Regions from separate parts of the Cricetulus griseus genome. Here region 2 is linked to region 1. Evidence: chromatin contacts called from public Hi-C data. All regions are on one chromosome and are shown on one strand. Each heading gives the region's core, a stretch centred on a gene start, on an enhancer-like site or on the middle of the called end of the contact. The rest is flanking DNA. Distances are from core to core; before and after follow the strand shown.

Region 1 (2,700 bases), core at 86-2,585:
TCTCGAACTCACAGAGATCCACCTGCCTCTCTCTGCCTCCCGAGTGCTGGGTTTAAAGGTGTGCACCACCAACGCTAGGCAGAAACTTCTAACCTTAACCACCTCCAGTTCACCAACCTGTAGCTAAGATGACCTTTCCAAAGGGAAAATCTGATAACATTGCAACTTTTCAAAATTGCAGAGAAGCTGGCCAGTAGTGGCACATGCCTTTAATCCCAGCACTTGGGAAGCAGAGGCAGGTGGATCTCTAAGTTTGAGGCCAGCCTAATCTACAGAGTGAGTTCTAGGCCAGCCAGGGCTACACAGAGAAACCCTGTCTCTACAAACGTGTGTGTGTGTGTGTGTGTGTGTGTGTGTGTGTGTGTGTGTGTGTGTGTGTGTGTAAAACCTAAACACCAACCTTTCATGATATGCCCTAAAATTATCCAGAAGGACAGGGGTATAAATCATCACAATACACAGACACAGACACACACACACAGACACACACACACACACACACACACACACACACACACACACACACACACTTGCTTGGTGCCATTGAACACCTCATTCTCTCATGCTGCCATGCTTTCACACTTCTGCCCCATGGGGAGCAAAGGAAGAATCTCTGAGTATGTGCAGGCCTGACTGGCTGTGTTGTTGACATGAGCTAGCATGTCAAGGACCCTAGCCTCAGACCCATGGGAAAACAACAAAGCACCCCACTCACCTTGCCAAGGTTGGGGGTGAGGCTCAGAGGGCTGGTAGAGCCTTACTGCCGTCCATGTGCAGATTTGATAGTGTGTGCAGAGAGAACCCACCACAGCTTCCCCACCAGACTTGGGCTGTTCTTTAAGGATAGGGAAACCTCAGCGATGCTTCGGTGTCAACACTGTGACAGACACATAGTATTGATCTATCCCACCAGTGAGGATATGGGCCATAACCATATGGTAGTATCAACCATAATGTCGTCACTATCTTTGTAATTGATTGGTGGCCAGAGGGAATGTGCTCTAAAGACATGATCAACCCTCCAGGTAGAAGGAAACCCTTCACTGACCGTCTTACTGGAGTAAATCACTGCTATGAAAAGCAGCAATCTCTGGCTCTCTGTTTCCACCGTTCCTGCTACATTTATTGGTTGGTTTTAGCTGTAAAGAGTCCTACCTCTTCCCCATTTATTTCTTCAGCTGCAAAACATTTTTTTTTTTTAATGTGTGCGTATGAGGGGGGTGCCTTATGTACTTCCAAGCACCACATGAATGCCTGGTGTCTGAGGAGGCCAGTAGAGGCGGTGCAGCCCCAGGGACTGATTCCAAGGCCTGCTTTGCCTCCTCAGGCACCCTCAGGGCAAGAGCAGAGAGCAACAGGAAGCCTAGAACAGATTCTGTGCCTCTGAGAGCCAGGAGGGTGTTGAGTCACAGCACCCGAGGGGGAGGTAAGGGTCACGTGGATTTGCCAGAAGAGAAACAAGACACTCAAATTTAAATTTGAATTTCACATAAAATGGTGAATAATTTATCAGTTGAAATGTGTTCCAAACACTGCATGCAAACTACTTACACTACATTTTTTGGCTTAACTAAAATTCAAAGTTAACTGAGCATCCGGCATTCTTAATTTGCTGAATCTGGCATCTATAGGGCCAGATTGCAGAGAGATTTGATGTATGCTGAGGGATTTTTCTCCATGGTTCATAGGGGACCGTGGAGGCTTTGGTCATAAAGGTAAAGGAGTGACATTAGTATAATGTGAGATTTGAGAGTAGCTAGAAGATAGTGACAGTTGTCCAGGCAGGAGATTCTGAAATATAAGGCTAAAGTATTGGCAGAAGGAGAGAAAAGGGATGGGTCCTAGCAACTGCTGATAAATACGACTGTATAAAACAAAACCAAGGGGGCTGGAGAGAGGGCTCAGAGGTTAAGAGTGCCAACTGTTCTTCCAGAGGTCCTGAGTTCAATTCCCAGCAACCACATGGTGGCTCACAACCATCCGTTATGAAATCTGGTGCCCTCTACTGGTGTGCAGATATACATGGAAGCAGAATGCTGTATACATAATAAATAAAATCTTAAAACAAAACCAAGAAAATCTATTGACAGGGTTTCAGACTGGATGGCTAAAAGAAAGACAGCTATCAATGCAAAGAGATGGTTGCCTTGGGGGAAAAAATTAACCTTGAGATTATTCTTCTATCTCTTAAATGAATTTTACAAAAGTTAGTCTATCAATTACTTTTTCTTTGGCATCTTCTATGAGGTGCTATACAGATTTAAAAGTATATATTTATTTATCATGAGCTAGAATCTTGCTAGTAGCCCAGGCTGGCCTTGAACTCTGATCGTTGCTTCTTCCCTCTCTCAAGTACCAGGATTACAGGCAGGGACCCCCTCACTTGGCTTTGGGTATTTAACACCCTCACGGCCACCCCACCTGATGAAGGAGGCTGTTGCCTCCTAAGTTAGAGGTAAAGTTGAGGATTTAAGGTCTCTAGAGCCAGGTGTGGTGGCACACACCTCTAATCCCAGCACTTTGGAGGCAGAGGCAGGCATATCTCTCTATGAGTTCCAGGCTCATCAGGGCTCCAAAGAGAGACCCTGTCTCAAGAATAAGCAAACAAGCAAAATCTCAGGGCCAATTTGGCTACTCAAGTCCAATTCTACACCACTACCATGCCTGCCCTGTGCCTGATCCTGATGAGTTTCAACATTC
Region 2 (2,755 bases), core at 214-2,713, 240 kb after region 1:
TTCTCCTGCTTCCTCCATCCAAGTACTGAGATTACGGTTGTGTGCAACACTGGGAATTGAGCCAGGGCTTCCTACATGCTAGGTAAACATTTTACCAACTGAACCACATCCCCTCCACCACCACCCTTTTCCTTTTTGTCTTTTTTTCCACATAATTTTTGAAAAGGATTCTTAAGTAATTGATTTTCAGCTTTTATTCATATCTACACTATATATTTAGGATCATAATATTTCCTAGCCTGGCTTTAGCTACAATCTATAATTTCTGTGTTTATTGCCATTTAGTTATGTACATAAGTTCCTTTTTTTTTTTTTTTGGTTTTTCGAGACAGGGTTTCTCTGTATTGCTTTAGAGCCTATCCTGGAACTTGCTCTGTAGACCAGGCTGGCCTCGAACTCACAGAGATCCACCTGCCTCTGCCTCCTGAGTGCTGGGATTAAAGGTGTGCGCCACCAATGCCTGGCAGGTTCTTTAAAATATATTTCCTTTTATTTAGTTTTATGAGTATGGGTGTTTTGTCTGCTATTATGGAATAATCTTTTTGTACACTGTGAAGATGTGTCTTGGCCAATGTGCCCTCTTATTGGTTCAATAAAAAGCTAAATGGCCGTTAGTTAGGCAGGAGGTATAGGCAGGACAGCCAGACACAGAGGACGCTGGGAAGAAGAAAGGCAGAGTTGCAAGGGCTCAGAGGAAACAACAAGAGCAGTACAAAATAAAGGTAATAAAGCCTTGAGGCAGAAAGTAAATTAATAGAAATGGGTTAATTTAAGTTATAAGAACTAGTTAGAAACAAGCCTAAGCTATGGACCAAGCTTTCATAATTAATGTCTCAATATGGCTATTTAGGAGCTGGCTGGTAGAACTGAAAATGTTCAAGTACAGTCTGCATATATGGTCTGTGCACCACATGTGTGCCTGGAGCCCAAGGACACCAGAAGAGGGTGTGTCAGATTCCCCTGGAGCAGAAATCACAGACAACTATAAGCTGTCTTGTGGGTACTGGTAGGCAAGCACAGGTTCTCTGGAAGAATAGCCAGCACTCTTGACCACTGAGCCATCTCTCCAGTCCCTAGAAGTACATTTCTTTTTTGATTTGTTTTCCAGACAGGATTTCTCTGTGTAACAGTCCTGGCTGTCCTGGAACTTGGTTTGTAGACCAAGCTGGCCTTGAATTCACTGAGATATATCGCCTCTGTCTCCCAAGTCCTGGGATTAAAGGTGTGCACCACCACTGGCCAGCGTACATTTCTTACTATTAAAATATGCAGGTGTCTGAGTTGGGGTTACTACTGCTGTGATGAAAGACCATGACTAAAAGCAGCTTGGGGAGGAAAAGATTTATTTGCTTACATATTCAGCATCACAATCTATTGAGGGAAGCCAAGGCAGGACTCAGATCAGGCGGGAACCTGGAGGCAAAAGCTGACGCAGAGGCCATAGGAATGCTGCTTGCTGACTTGTTTCCCATGGCTTACTCAACCCGCTTTCTCATAGAAGCCCAGGGATGTCACCATCCACAGTGGGCTGGATCCTCCCACATCAATCACTAATTAAGAAAATGCCCTATGGGCTTGCCTACAGCCCCATCTTGTGGAGGCATTTTCGTATTTTCTCAATTGCTCCAATTGCTGCTCCCTCTGGGATGACAAAACTTGTCAGGTTGACATAAAACCTTAGTCAGCACAGCAGGCTTTCTAGTTACCTTTTTTTTTTTTTTGGTTTCTGGCTTAATTGCCCTGAAGTCGGAACATAATTTGAACAATTTAGATTCTTTGAAATGTGCCGGTTTCTGATGCAACGAGCCAATTATATTTCCCCTCATTTCTCCAGTCATATGCCCCTCTGCAATGTGTTCCAGAACTTTACAGAACAAGAGGGAACGGGCCCTGTCACTGACCAAGAAAAAAAAACAGCTAGCCTGGTAGTTTTCTCATCCTACTGGGAAGATGGCCACCATGTAAGGAACATGACTACCCTCAAACTACAATGCTTGAGAGATTCAACACAGGTGGAAAGACTCTGGAGGTCACATATCTTTAGAGGAGAAAAGGGCCAAAGAGTGCCACAGTGCCAAGAGAGGGACTAAAGGAGCCATCTTGTATCAAGTTCAAGCATACCTTTAGATGACTCCAATCTTGGCTATTTCTGACCAAAGTTACATAAGAGACACTGAGAATCATCGGAATCTAGGCAACCCAAAGAAGCTTTAAAAACAGTAATAGATTGCTATTTTAAGTGCCACATCTTTCTTTTCTTTTCTCTTTTTAGGTTTTTTAAGACAGGGCTTTTTGGTAGCTTTGGAGGCTGTCCTGGAACTCACTAAGTAGATCAGGCTGGCCTTGAACTCACAGAGATCAGCTAGCTTACCTCTGCCTCCCAAGTGCTGGAATTAAAGGCATGCACCACCACTACCCAACTAAGATTGTTTGTTTGTTGTTGTTGATTGTTGGTTTGAAAAATCTCATATATCCAGGGCTTGATGACCTTGAAAGGTCTCAGGTAGCCTAGGATGACCCCAAACTTGTTATGTAATCCAGATTGGCCTAGAATACCTGACCTTGCTTGGTTTTCTTGCCTTTACCTCTAGAATGCTGGGATAATAGGTATGTGCTGCCATACCCAGTTTATGAGGTCTGGGGGTTCCTGCATGCTAGGCTAGCCCTCCCCAACTGAGCTTAATCTCCAGACCAGGAGTAATTTGAGATTCATTGATTATCATGCTGAATGTGACTGATTTAGGTAAATGTCCTG

The links. Hi-C and Micro-C count contacts between places; a contact is called where the count stands out from the background.
Region 2: a Hi-C map of fibroblasts shows a contact between it and region 1, with 5 times the contacts expected there. The contact joins two enhancer-like sites. A contact is called at or near these places in 2 of 8 Hi-C or Micro-C datasets (the CHO-K1 cell line and fibroblasts).

The regions. Positions count from the first base shown.
Region 1 is chr6:55,975,401-55,978,100 of CriGri-PICRH-1.0, forward strand. No RefSeq gene overlaps it. Among named protein-coding and RNA genes, the nearest start is that of Slc28a2, 29 kb to the right of the region's middle. Within about 2 kb of position 1,336, at least 1 of the 6 cell types and tissues checked has open chromatin away from gene starts, as enhancers often do. A contact at or near this core is called in fibroblasts, where this site is marked.
Region 2 is chr6:56,218,943-56,221,697 of CriGri-PICRH-1.0, forward strand. No RefSeq gene overlaps it. Among named protein-coding and RNA genes, the nearest start is that of Sord, 27 kb to the left of the region's middle. Within about 2 kb of position 1,464, at least 3 of the 6 cell types and tissues checked have open chromatin away from gene starts, as enhancers often do. A contact at or near this core is called in fibroblasts, where this site is marked.